Linked DNA regions of Mus musculus: region 1 is linked to region 2. The links are chromatin contacts, called in public Hi-C maps. All regions are on one chromosome and are shown on one strand. The core of a region is the stretch at or near the end of the contact, and the rest is flanking DNA. Distances in the headings are between cores, read along the strand shown.

Region 1 (7,069 bases), core at 3,185-5,684, 310 kb before region 2:
GGTATGTCTTGTCTCTAGCCCCTTTGCTCCCTCTCACTGCTTCCTGGCTACCCCAAGGTAAAGAGCTTCCCTCCACTGTTGCATGGCTGTTCTGATTTGCTGTAGTCCAGAAAGCCATGGAGCGGATGATATCTAAACCTGGATCCAATAAAACCCACCTCCATACCTCTGACTGTCTCGGACATTTTTATAGCAGGAGCACGAAGCAGACTGACCCACACATCTCCTGTCATCCGTGCTACGGTAGGCTTCATTTAAAATTCAAATCACTGCTTCATTTAAAAATTTATAATAACCATTTTTAAAGATTAAATGAGTTTTTTTTTACTTAATAGTCAAGTTTTGTATTATTTAGTTTGATCTATATTTTGAGTTTTTTTTTCTCTTTCCCCTCTAACTTTCTGACTAAATCTCACTTTCCCCCTTAAAATCATTTTTGATCACATCAGCTAAAATGTGAGTTCTGTCTTTTTTTTTTTTTTTTTTTTTTTTTGGTATGTAATAGCTTGAATGTGAAACGTCCCCGTAGGTCTGTGTTTGAATATTTGGTTCCCAGTTGCTGGTGATGTTCGAGCGCAGTGGCTCTCACCTTCCTAACGTTGTGACTCTCTAATACAGTCCTTCATGATCTGATGATTCCCAATCGTAAAATTAGGTTGAGTTGCTGCTTAATAACTGTAATCTTGCTACTGCTGAGTTAAAAGGTAGGTATCCGTGTTTCTCTTGGTTCTAGGCAACCCCGTGAAAGGGTCATTTGACTCTCAGAGGGCTCTCAGCTCAGGTTGAGGGCCACTGTTTTAGAAGACTGTGAAACTTCCACGAGGTGGAGAGAGCCTCACTTGGGGAAGTAAGTTTCTGGGTCAGGTCTTATCTTATAATTTACCCCCTTTTCCTATCTATTGCCTGCTTCCTAACTATGGCAGCAAGGTGAGCACTACCCCATGCTCCTATGGCTCTGTGTTCCCACCCACCCTGATGGTCTCTAATCCCCTCACACTGTAGCCAACATAGCCACCCCATCAGGTATTTGGTCACAGCAAGGAGAAAAGTTTGTAATATGGTCTGTTTTCTCAATCCCATAAAGCTTATCATGGCGTATCGCGCACCTACTAATTACCCCTACTTCTATTATAGCTTCTTTTTGACATGCCTCAACCTTAATTGTAGGTTCTATTCCTTCGCCAGAGATCAGCTCCTGAAATCCAATGCCGGGCTGTAAATGGCCTTCCTTACCTTGGTTTTCTTGCTGTCCGTCATTATCTTAGAACCTTGCTCGGCACTCTGTACATGTGAGATATTTATCTTGGAATAAGTCACTCACTAATCCCCCCCCCCCAATTCCCTTCTCTCAAGGAAGTAGTGGTGGCGTTTCCTGAGTCACCTACACCCCTCTTAGCATCCCACGAGCTGACTGGTGTGCTTTCTATGCGGCCGGCTGGGTTTAGAAGTTTAACGTGCATCTTCAGGATGGTGGTTTTGTCTAAATGAAGTTAATGGGCCCATGTGGGGGTTAAATAGATACCTTTGCCTTCATTAACGCCTTGCTCTTATCTGTTGAGCTTTGCCTGGGTGCACACACGTCTTCTTAAAGAGCCTCAAGCTTCTATGGGAAGTGAAAACTTGTTGCTCGTTAAACTTGGACGTTGAAAGCTGGACTTCTCTAGAAACTATTGTCCTTTCACAGAAGAGCCTGGGATGGTCACAGGGACAGATCTTGACTTACTTCTAAAATCAGACAATAAGAGCTCACAGAGAGGACCAGCTACCTGGCAGATGTTTTAAATAGAGTCTGGAAAACTCCACGGTGCATTCAATAAAAGATTCAGACAAATAAATGAACCAACAAAGAAACCCAAACTCTACGATGAACAGCCATGGTGCTCTATATTGTATATAAGTCTAGCAATTGAGAGGCTGAGGCGGGAGGACTACCATGAATTTGATGGAGGCCAGCTGGACTCTATAGTGAGTCCCAGCCTTTTTGGTCTTCAGAATGAGAGACTTTGTCTCAAAACCAAACCAAACAACCAAATAAGCTAGATACAGTGGTGTATATCTGTAATCCCATACTTGGAATTTTTAAAATAATAATGGCCAATTTTTCTGTCATGTTGATGCTTTTGATGCAGTTCTCCCCGAATGTGGGGCTCTGAGGGCAGCAAGACTACATCTGAGGGCCCTTTTTAACAAGTCTGAGAGGTTTGTGAAGGGAAACAATGGGGAAATATTCATTAACTCTAAGCCCTGAGGGGAAAGGTCAAGGCAGGTTATTCAGGGAGCAGTGTCTAAAAGGGCGCATGCAATCTTTTAATGGAATGAGAATAGTGGCAGAAAGTATTTTTAGAACAAAGGGTGAAGTTTTGGGGGTTAAACACAATTGCATCCAGAAGATGAATATCTTTTTTCTCTGTTTCTATCGGAAAAGTTACACTTAAAATATTGATTATCGTTATTTTTAATTTATGTTTATCCATAGGCATGAGTGTATGACACACTACAGTGCCTGTTGAGGCCAGGAGAGGGTGTCAGGTTCTCCGAGCTGCAGTTACAGGAGGTTGTGAGCCAGCCCTTTGGGTGCTGGGAACAAGACTCTGGCTTCTGACTGAGCAGCAAGTGCTTGTAACAGCCAAGATGTCGCGCCAGCTCCTCCTTGTTCTTCATACTGACTGGATTAGACAGTTTGATAACCGCACCATCTCAAATAACTTCTTTACATATTTGTCCTAATCAGAAGAGCTGAAGGTGCCCTGAAATTCCCCATAGCGCTTCAAATAAAATGGTACAATACTTTCAAAGGGGAAACAGAAACAGATAGTTAATTGATTTTTTTTTTTAAATAGCGTTTGCTGGGTTAAGTGCCTAGAAGAAAATTCTTAGGAAGAAAGCTCAAACTTCAAACTGCATCTATCTGATCCAGACCGCAGCAGACCTGACATCCCTCCTGGCAGCATCCATCCATCCGGTCCAGAACTGGGAATACCAAACACACAGCTGTGCGCGAGAACGGATGTGTTGACATCAGCTTTCAGTTTTTGTGCGATTCTGACAAGAGCTTTCTTCTTTTGTGACTGCCCCAACTGTTCCTCCCAGGCAGAAGGCAAGCAGCACTCCAAATTCACAGCAGTGTCCCCAGTTAGGGGACCTTGGAGCCATCCACATCGTGGGCACTTCAATGCTCTTTCAAAAGAATCAAGCAAGCCTAGCTTTCACAGTGGGCCTGACACTCGATGGCCACAAAACAGGAAGCTTTTCCTCTGAGCTATGCTATTTGCCGACTGATTTTATTTTTAAATCCACCCAGCGGACCGTCCTGTAAAGATGAAGCAGAAGGCTTTGTACCCCCAAATGAATCTTGCCACTTAATGAACGCATTTGCAAACTAATAATCTACTGGGCAGTCAGGCACCGTGAACCTAACTTAATTTCACTGGACTATAAATAGTCTGGTCAAGGGGCGGGGTCATGCCGAGGGCTTTCTAAATGCAGTGCCTTTAAAGCTGGCAGATGTTTTGAAGTCTTACTCTCTAATGTCTAATGTAATTATGAGTTAATTGGGACTAAAATGAAATTCGGCCAAAGGAGGATGATATTCGAAGGCCCTGCCTGTCTTGGAACAGTATTTCTTAGTGGAAATACAAAGGCTTTTTGTCTTTTTAGTTTTCCTAGAATTCGCTTCTGAGTGGCGGGGTAGCGCGCCTCGTATACCTGTATTCCACCGAGGCACGTTAATTCTGAAGTAATGAGTGCAAATGAATGGGCTTATTGCCTGATTCCAGTTGTTTAATGCAGTCAAGGGTGGATTGTTCTGTGACTTTAAGGCTGGTTTATCACTGAGTTGCAAGCCTGTGGGCTCTTTTGGCCTTGAAAGTAAAACCAAGTAAAATGTGCAGGTAAAATACATTAGGGAGTAATTTGCTTCCTTTCATAAGTGAGGAGAGCTTCCAGTGGCTCCTGCTCCACCCCATTCTCACTTGATCCCTGCCCTCACATCGCTCCACCCCTCCCCGCCCCTCCCCCACTCCCACTGCACCCTCCCTCCCTCCCCACCCTCACCTCACCCCCATTAGCACACAGGTCTCACACATCCCAACCTGGCCTAGAATTTGACACATAGCCTAAGGACTGGCCTTGAACTCCCAATCTTTCTTCCTCCACCGCCCCAGAACTGGGATTCCAGGTGTGTACCAACACACCCAGTTAATGGGAACAGAGCCAAGGGCCTCCGGATGCTGGGCCAGCCCTCTCCCTCCGGAGCTGCAACCCAGCTCTGGCTTTGTCCACAGCAGCTTTGAGAAGCTGGGAGTTTAGATTAAAGCCTGATGAAGGAGTTGTTTACCCGATGAAAAGTGTCTGGAGTTCTCCGGAGTGTGGCATCCACATAAGCTGCTCTTATAACTAGAGCCACGGCCCAGCCACTGTCTAACTGTCATTACAACATCCTGGAAGAAGCGGGGCCAGGTGTGGTTGATGATTTACCATTTTTCTGGACAAACACTGAGCCCACATTGCACTTTGTCCTGGGAACTATGACTGGCAGATTTGCTACATTGTAACCAATTTCTCTTTGAATTAAGGAAGCTGCTTTTGCTGTTTCATGGACTTCAGAATCTCCTCTCCTATATGGATAGCTGGCAAATCTTTTAAGCCAGGGCTTGTGTCTGGCTAGATTTTATTTCCGTGGAAAAGAACATGTGTACCTGATGAATATTTGGTTACAAGAGAAGCAAGATAATTGGAGTCTGATTATCAGCTCTTGAATTGATTGTTATTATTTTATGTGCATGGGGTGTTTGTATGCATGAAAATCTGTGCATGCTATGTGTACCTGATATCTGGAGACCACTAGAGAGCACTAGAGCCTCTGAACTTGAGTTAGGAACAGTTGTGAGCCACCATGTGGATGCTGGAAATTGAACCTGGGTCCTCTGGAAGAACAGCTAGAGTTCTTAACTGCTGAGCCATCTCTCCAGCCTCATTTTATTTTTAAGATTTCATTATGATTATTTTAAAATTATGTGTCTATGCGTGTGTCTGTGGATAGGGGTGTGTGCACCTGAGTAGAGGTGCCCTTGCAGTCCAGAAGAGGGTATCTGAGCCCCTGGAGCTGGAGTTGTAGGTGACTGTGAGCCACTGGGTCTGGTTAGTGAGAAATGAATTTGGGTCCTCTGGAAGAGTAGTATTCACTCTTAACTGCTGAGCCATTCCATCAGCTCCACCCACCCCCACCCCAATTGATCTTTTTAAAATGTTGCAATAGAGAGTAACTTTAGACTGATAAAAACGTCCATGCAAACAACAAACGAACATCTATAAATAGCACTCAGCTCATGTTAAATGCAACATGCCACAAACCAGGGACTTCCATGGTAATTATCCAAGACTCATGCTTTTAAACGTTTCTAGGGAGAATCAGCTCGCTCTGAAAGAGCCCGTGGTCTGGGTGAAATTGCAGAAAAGGTGTTGCGATTGCAATTAGTCTTCCCTGGTGGTAAATTCCCCAATGGCACCGTGCCGTCCCTTCTGCAAAATTAAATCTGCCTACTTTACAGAGCAGCCAAGACTCTGCAGGGTTTGGCTCTGTCTGGTGATTCTGGCCTCTTCAGTTCCAGGTTCCTTTCCTTAGCCCTGTTTCTTTGTCTAGCTGGATCCCACCTTTCTTTGGCCTGGGAGTGCAGCTCAGTTGATGGAGAGCTTGCCTAGCTAAGCCCTAGGTAAACCAGGCATGCTGCCACGTGCTTGTCAGTCCAGTGCTGGGGAGGTGGAAGCAGGAAGACCAGGAGTTGAAGGTTATCCTCAGCTACATAGTTGGAGGCCAGCCTGGGCTACAAGAGACCCTGTTTCAACCAACTGACCAATCAATCAACCAACCAGCCAACCAAGAACCACCAAGACAAAAGTTCATTTCTCTGGAAAACAGCTCCTCCCCTTTCCCCAAAGCCACGGCACCCAGCCATGGTACAGACATTAGCATTTTATAGACAGCAGGCACACTGAACTTTTAACATCATACAATGTTTGATTATTCCTTCCAGAACGTTCAAGTCCGCTACAGAGTTAAGATCACCCCTCGGCATGTGGTTCACTGGTATTTTATCCTGAGAGCAAAAGAAAAAAAGTCTGCTGTGGTTTGAGTGTTTGCGTCCCTTCGACAATTCATATTGTGAATGAAAAGCCCTGGAAAGGAGCTGTGTCCGCAGAGACTGGTGACTGATTAGAACTTCAGTCCTCCCCAGAGATTGGAGTACTGCGGGCCCAGAGGTTAATTTCCTTATCTTGGGCTAGTTCTAGCCCTCTGCAATGGCTAATCCTTGCCCGCCTCTGTGTCAGAACTAACATCTTGTGACTAATAGAAAACGACCCCTTAGAATGTATTATCTCGGAAGCTCCTACCAATCCAAGAGCTAAGAGTGTCAGCAGACAGCATCCTGGGTTTACAGACAAGCTCCTTGCATCTTGCTGTGCCTGCCTCTGCTGTGCACTCACCAACGGATTTTATTTAACCTTGCCTTGATTTATGACTTTCCTTGTTCTGTAAAACTATAAAAATGTCAGGAAGCTGCTTCCACATCGGAACATGGAATTTGGAGTTCCTGGGCTGTGGCTATTCAAAATGGCTACAGAATAAACTATCTCTTACTCCCTTTAAGATCAGAGAGTTGTTTGTTTTGTTTTGTTTTGTTTTAAATGTCAATAACCTCCACCCCCAGCCCCATTACAGCAGTGTTCAGAGATGTAACCTCTGGGAATGATCAGGCCCTTGGATCAGATGCCCTCAGAATTAGGCATTCGGGAACTAGCCCTTCTCTTTTCCCACATGAGGTCACAGGAGTGACTCCTCTAAAGGCATCGTCTTTGAATGGTGGAATGAATCCTCAGTGGACACTAGATTTGTTTTGGACTTTGCAGCTTCAGGATGTGTGGGAAAAACTATTTTTTTTTGTAAATTACTGGGTCTAGAGTATTTTGTGATAGTAGCAAGAATAGTCTAAGATAAACAGTAAGTACCATGAATGTCTCTGGCCCATGTCTGTTAAATATGTAGACCAAAGAAAAATTTTTGGACACTTTA
Region 2 (7,474 bases), core at 174-2,673:
TGTTCACACACACGCACACACGCACACACACACACACACATGCACACACACACACACACTCACACACACACACAGAGTCCATCTCCATGTAGAGTCCTATCTTTATATAGACACTGTACTTTGGCAATGCATTAATTTGATGATTGATATTTGTTCAGCTACAATATTTCAGCTATGGACAGTGAGGCTCACCGACACACTTGGATTTCTTTGAGTGCCTGCTTTCAGAAATGTAAAGTTAACTTTCTGAAAACGTAAAGGGAAAGTTTAAGACAGAGTGGAATTGTAGGATCATATAGCAAATTGGCTTTAAATATTTATTACATTATGGCGTGTAAGTGTGGGCTGTGAGGAAGGCAGAGAATAACTGGGCGTTGTGTCCTAAGAGCCTTCTAACATTCTGTTTGGGACAGAGTCTCTCACTGTCCTCAAAGATCAGCATGGATGAAGTTCCAGGGATACGCTTGCCTCTCTCTCCCATCTCCTTATCACCAGGGCTGTGGATGCATGCTCCACACTTGTTATTTCATGTGGACTTTGGATGGACTTAGATATTCACGTTTGTGAGGCAAGAGGACTGAGCTAGCTACTCAACCTAGTTAAGTCCTTTTCCCAGTCTCTCCTCATTTCGTAAAACTACATATGGTTTCCACAGCAACGAAGATCATTGCCAAATCCAATCGCATGAAGCTTTTGCCCACTGTGTTCTTCTGAGTTTATAGTTTACAATTTTATCTTGGGATCTCTCAAACATTTCAAGGTAATTTTGTATATGGTATTAGATATTTTCTAATTCTTTACATCTAAATATTCAGTAATTTCAGCATTCTTTGCAGAAAAGACTGTCTTTACCACTGAATGGAATTGACAAGCTCATCAAAAATCAGCAGACAATATATGATGGGATTTATTTCTGGATTATTGATTCTCCTCCATCAGTTATATTCTTGTCTTTATGCTGCTGCCAAAGTTTTTGATTATTATAGGTTTGTAGTAAGCTTAGGAATTAGAGAGTGCAAGTTTCCAATTTTATTCTTTTAAAGAGAAGACATACAACCAACTTTAATGTTTTATTTTATACTGCTTTGTTGGTCTATGTTTTTCTATGGAACCTTCAGGAATTTCTGCATGCAAGGTACACCATTTCTGATCATCCTTTTCTATTGGAATGCATCTTCTTTTTGTACTTAATTGTTTTGATGACAACACTCAGTACTGTGCTGAAAAGTTCATTCTTGCCCCTTTCCTGGTGTTTTAAATTTTATTTTTTCAAATTCATGTGTGTGTGTGTGTGTGTGTGTGTGTGTGTGTGTGTGTGTGTGTGTGTGTGTTGAGAGGGAGAGGGAGAAGGGGAGGGAGAAGGAGAGGGAGGAGAGAAAGACTTGTGCAACCCATTTTTTTCTCCATTCTGAGAGTTCCAGGGACAGAGCTCAGGCTGTCAGGTCTGCCAGGCAGTACCTTCCCCAGCTGAGCCCTCCTGCTGGCCCTGCCTCTGATCTTAAGGGAATGATTTAAGTCTTTTCCATGGAGGTTGATGTTCAGTAGACGTTTTTACCCATGGCTGTTCTGCTGAGGAAGTTTCTAATCTACATCTTTCGATTGGAGATGGTTTAAAACATTTATGTTAAATTATTTATTGATAAGGAAGAACTTTGCTTATTTTGTCCTTTTTCTGTTTGCTGTATTGATTTTACTCTATGTTCTGTGTTTGTGTTTTCTGTGCTGCTGTCTTTTCTTTTCTTTTTCTTTTTTTGCCTTGATACATTGAAATTCTAAAATATTTCTCTGGATAGCTCATCTTTTGCAGATCACAAGCTCAGTCTTTTATTTTACACAACAATCCAGTCATTTACCCCAGGTGCCCTTTTGATTGTCCTATGAATCTGGATCTCAAGACCCCAGCCCTTTGATTCTTAGGAGAGAGCAAGCACACATACTTTTTTTTTTAACATTGCAAAAGAATTCAGAGATCTTCCTGCCTCTGTTAAGTACAGGCAATAAGCTAGTTGGGTGGGACCTCCCCACCCCCTGAAGCTACCATCTGTACCACATTGCCTGGGCCTAACCTTGCTCTGTCCCAGGCTGACATTGAACTCGGGAATCTGCCTGCGTTTGTATCGTTCTCAGAAGCCGGCTCACTAATGCCGCTACCGTTGCTCCTTTAGATTCATGAAGCCCCATACTACACACATAGCGCATCCTTCTTTTTTGCAGAGTTGAGAAATTATGTATTTTCAAACTCATGTTTTTAGAGTTCTTTTCCATAGCCTTAAGGGCTGTCCCAAAGGTCCCAGCATTTACAGCTTTGCTGAGACATTAGCCACACCTTCACCTCCCAGACTTCTGCTGTCTCTGATTTTCATGGAGTCATTAATGTTCACAGAGATCACATTCTCTGAAGGAGGAATGTAAAAATACGTACAGTATTATACCAACAAGCCTTACATCCACAGCAGCTATTGACACTCACGGGGGCCCATGTTGGCCCTGCCCCAGAGGCGGAAGCCATATCATTCCACCCCCACCAAAGCCATGCCAGACTACGTACACATTTGTAGGTAAAACCTGATATATAATTAAAGGCCTTATTTTCCTTCTGTTTATGACTTTCAGTTTCATCTCACTTCATTTCATTCTTTGTGTGTGTGTTTATTAGATATTTTCTTTATTTACATTTCAAATGCTATCCCGAAAATTCCCTATACCCCCCATGCCCTGCTCCCCTACCCACCCACTCCCACTTCTTAGCCCTGGCATTCCCCTATACTGGGGCATATAAAGTTTACAAGACCAAGGGGCCTCTCTTCCCAAAGATGGCCGACTAGACCATCTTCTGCTGCATATGCAGCTAGAGACACGAGCTCCGGGGGTACTGGTTAGTTGCACTACTTTTCAGTCCAGCTTGGCCTCAGATTCACAACATTCTACTTCCTGAGGCTGGGATTGCATATGCCACCATGCCCTTTGTCCCTCCTGCCCTCACTTCCTCCCTCCTTCATTTCTCTTTCTTCCTTTTCCAACCTTCTTTCCTTCCTTTCCCCTCTCTTTCTTCCTTTCAGAAGAATCTATATTTTATAAAGTACCAACTATAACCATCACATCTTCTTGACTCCAGGTTGTGCTGGGGTTTGGCATTACAGTATTAGCATAGTTTGTTTTGTACCCTTCTGAACGTGTTTTAAAGTGTGTATTCTCTGTTGTGTCTGATAGCTCTGTATGTCAGCTTAGAGGTCAACTATAATGTGATAGATTTCTGTAAATCCCTAGAGCCTAAATGTATAAATAAATCCATGTCCAGTGTTTATTGACTCTCTGTGCATAGTGGAACATGCCTTCTTCTATTCTCATCTGGAAACTCTCCACCTCACCTTCACCTTTATGTCAACTTTGCACAGCCTGGAAGGTAGCCAGAGATGGGTGCTTCTGGTAATCCCAGGACCTTTCTCACTGTGAATTTAAATTGGGCATTTGTGTATTTTTCTAGATTCCTAAGAACTTGTGGGAAATTTTCTAGGTGCTTATTCTTCTTCAAATTCTGTTTATGTATGTGTGTTGGTTCGAGGGACATGGATGGGTAGTATAGGTGCCGAGGCCAGAAGAGTTTATTCCCTGGAGTGAGAGTTACAGGTAGTTATAACCACCAAGTGAGTTCTGGGAAACACTGAGCAGCTGGCTCTCCCCCAAGGTCATCACTCTTTAAAGTGTTTTGTTTGCTTGCCTTGCTGCCCAGACTTTCCAGCTACTCTGTTGTTAGACATGATTAGTACACTTAAATGTTTTGGGCAAGTGGGCTGCTTGGCTACCTTAGTCAGTAGAACACGACGACACTCTGAAATACTCTTGGAAGCTTCTCCTCACTTCAGCACTGGGAGATTCTGGGTGAGACAGATAAAGACACCTACTTTGAGCTTTCTGGCTTTTTTAGCCAAATCTTATCAGATAGCCTTAATTGTGTGGTCAGGATAAATCTCATTTTCTTCCATATTAATTTAGGCAGATGGTAATGCATTTTTCTCCTCTTACAGGAAATATACTTCCGTCTAGACCTAGAAGGACAGGTTTGAGAGTTCTGACTTGCTAGAATCCTTTGTGGATTCTGGTGCGGTAGAAGAGCTGGTTATGTCCAGAGTCCCTCATATGCTCTGTTTTTCTTCCTTTCCCTGGCTCCCTTCTCACCATGTGTGATCTAATAGTCACTCAACAGGCAAAGTCAAGTCACATCTTGCCTCCCCTTGGACATCCCTGGGCCCTGTCATTCTCTCATTGATGGTACAGTCAGACTTGAGATGAATAGATCTAGACAGGAAGTCTTCAAGGCCTAGAGAAGAAATTAGCTGATCTTTGTACCAAGGCTAGTCTGGCAAGGACTCTGGGTATGGATCATAGTCACTTCTAGGGGAAATAGAGTTCTTCATAGTGAGGTCACGGGGAAGAGCTCCCCTTTGCTTTGTCTGAGGATGTACTGTCAATGAGAAAAACCTGTGTTGGCTTAGGGCTTATTACTTGCTTGGAGAAGCAAATATCAATAACATGTAAAATAAAATGTGAATGCGCACACATCTAGAGATGACAAACATATAGGAGAAAAGGTAGGGTAGGAAGGATCTGGTGTGTGTCCTAGGACAGCAGTTTGCCATGTCACCGTGGTGTCATGGGATGGGTTTGACAGAGACAGAGACATTTGCTCAAGATCTGAAGGATGTGTGGGAGTCAGAAAAGTGGACAGAGGGACCCAAAGAACCTTTTTTTGGAGAAGGGGTTGAATGATCAAAGACTTCAAGGATGAAACATGCCTGAAGTGTCCAGCGGACAGAAAGGAGGCCACGGCTGGAGCTCTGAGGATAGAGGGACACAAGGAGCGTCAACATCAGAGAGACAGAGAGCTGTTGAGAAGTCAGCAATAGGGCCTTTCAGGCTATTTTAAAGGCTAGGGCTTTTGCTCTGAAATTAGAGGCTCCTGCAGAGTTTAGAGCAGAAGGATGCCAACATCCCAGAGGCCATGGTGCTGGAAAAGGAATGGAAGGAGGCTGGGATTCAGAAACCATGAGGCTTCTTAGAAGGCATCTGTGGTCACAGAAGATGAAGATGATGATAGGAAAGGTTGCTAAGTGACTGGACTTGGGATGTAGTTTGAAAGCAGGTCTAATGGGTTTTCTCAATCGGGCAGCACTCGTGCGTGCGTGCGTGTGTGTGTGTGTGTGTGTGTGTGTGTGTGTGAAGTCTTTATTAGATACTCTAGGGATGCTAAACAAGTAATTGGGTATTACTGCTGGGATTTGGGAGGGGTTGCAGGGTGGAGATATAAAGCTGGGGACCAGTAGCATCCAGATGACATTAAAGCTTTGAGTATATGAAAGATCATTACCAGGGATGAAGGGAGCTTGGGCCACTTCAGCACTAGGGTGGGGCGGAGTCAGGAGGCTCATGAACTGGAGAATGAGAACAATGTGTCAAGAGTATAAAAGAAAATCATGGAGGCTGTGTCTGGAAGAAAGTATGTGTATGACAGAGTTACTGAGGATAGAGGTTCAGATGGAGAGCTCAAACTGGAGAGGGAAACAGACAGCTGGGTTTAATTAGCTACATGGATGTTTTCATTGAAGTGGTGGGACAAACCGCTGCCCTGATGGGCATGGGAGAACTTTGGAAGATAGAAACTGTTGAAGGTAGAGAAAAGCACTTGGAAAAGTTTTGCCATGAAGAAGAACAAAGTGTTTGAGTGATGAGGGTAAAGGACCATGTTCAATGCACAGCTGGGGACTGGTTGAGAGAAGCACCCATCACTCGTCTCTGTTAAGGAGATGAACTACAGAAGCTACTGATGCAGCAGGTCCAGCAAAGTGGAGGACTGTTGATGTTTCCTTTGAAAGATTCCAAGCAGGAAACAAAGTTGCCAGGGAGAATGTGGGTCAGGAGCAAAGAAGCTGAGGTTTCAGCCGAAGAGACAGTGTGTCACTATAAGCCAAGACAGGGACACTGTAAGGAGATGTTATGTCAGCATTGTCTATAAGACAAGACAAGGAACTGTAAGAATGAACAGGACAGAAAAGCTCACAATGTTGATGGTTTTCTTGGATGGAGTCAGCGATTAAATACACAGGCTTTCATGTGTTTATATGATTATATAACCGGCCAAACAAAGCAATATGAATTCCTCTTTAAAAATGAAGCAAATCAAGATTAGAGAAACAAAACCAACAACAATTTACATGGTAGATGTTTTATTTTTAGAACCTCCAGTTTGATTATCTTGAAGGCGCACTACTCTGGGTTTGTCTACTATGCTGGTAACACTCTGTAAGATCATCTACTCTGTTCATGGTGAGAACAGGGGGTAGGTTCGAGTGCAATGATAGCATTTAACAAGTGAAAAAGAGTTATAAACAGTGAACTTGAAAGTCTGACATTCTGAGTTTGGGATTAGTAAGACTTAAGGTGTGAGCACATTGGAGGCTGGGAGACACAATGACAATGGATTAGTCAACATCAAATTCTAAGAACTGAATTTAAAGATTACAGATCAGGACCAATGATTTGGAGTCCCAGCCATAGGGAAACAGAGGCAGGAGGACCACTGTGATTTTGGGCCCAGCTTGGTCTACATAGTAAGTTCTAGGTCAGCTAGGATATATAGCAAGATTCCCATCTTAAAAACAAAATTTCCTATAGGAATACAGGATTTTTTTGAGAAGAACAGTTGTTGATGGGTGTGGGAGCAACAAAAACAGAGAGAAACTAGAGTAATGAAAGGCATTATATATAGGCATGAAATTCTTAAAGAAAAAAATCTATGTAATAGAAAATCTTAGGCCTTTTCTTGATAGAAAAATTATAGCATATGGTGGGAGATCACCAGTTCTCTCAGTAAATCCACTCATGACTAGACATGTGGTTTGTACACATATTTAAGCTTGGAATATATTGCAGGTATTCTTAGCCTTTAGATTCATTCATGAACTTCTCCCAGCTTTAGAGAAACACCTTGAAAATATAATTTTTGACCTCAACAAGCAATTAAGACAAAATGTGAACTTACGTTGCTTTCAAAATGCATATTGAAAATAATCACTCTTTGATTACTTTGCATATGGAATTTTACATGATGGATATTCCAAGGAGAAAATATGATAAGAAAATAAGGACAAGATAGGGAAGAAATAGCTACAAAAGGCAGATTTTGATCTGGTTCTTTTGTAACCTTCACATTCTATGGTTCTCAACCCATAGGCCACGGCCCTTTGGGGGAGTCAAATGTCCCTTTTATCACATGGGTCACATAGTAGAGATCCTGTATATCAGATAATTACATTGCAATTCACAACAGTATCAAAATTACAATTATGAAGTAGCAACTAAAGTAATTTTATGGTTTGGGTCACTACAACCACCAGGAGCTATATTAAAGGGCCACAGCTTTAGGAAGGCTGAGAGCCACTGCTCGAAGCTATCTCCCAGGAGAAAGATGCCTTGCATA

The links. A called contact is a pair of places that touch in the nucleus more often than the background predicts.
Region 1: a contact with region 2 is called in a Hi-C map of the N1E-115 cell line, with 5 times the contacts expected there. The contact joins two enhancer-like sites. A contact is called at or near these places in 2 of 484 Hi-C or Micro-C datasets (the N1E-115 cell line and liver).

Annotation. Positions count from the first base shown.
Region 1 is chr6:140,278,381-140,285,449 of GRCm38.p6, reverse strand. It overlaps Gm38917 (a long non-coding RNA gene), which reads left to right. Exons shown (of 3, transcript XR_869559.1): 1 at 1; 2 at 106-243. Among named protein-coding and RNA genes, the nearest start is that of Gm38917, 3.8 kb to the left of the region's middle. Within about 2 kb of position 4,434, at least 40 of the 459 cell types and tissues checked have an H3K27ac peak or open chromatin away from gene starts, as enhancers often do. A contact at or near this core is called in the N1E-115 cell line and liver, where this site is marked.
Region 2 is chr6:139,968,015-139,975,488 of GRCm38.p6, reverse strand. It overlaps Pik3c2g (phosphatidylinositol-4-phosphate 3-kinase catalytic subunit type 2 gamma), which reads right to left. Exons shown (of 34, transcript NM_207683.3): 34 at 6,205-7,474. Among named protein-coding and RNA genes, the nearest start is that of Plcz1, 70 kb to the left of the region's middle. Within about 2 kb of position 1,423, at least 5 of the 459 cell types and tissues checked have an H3K27ac peak or open chromatin away from gene starts, as enhancers often do. A contact at or near this core is called in the N1E-115 cell line and liver, where this site is marked.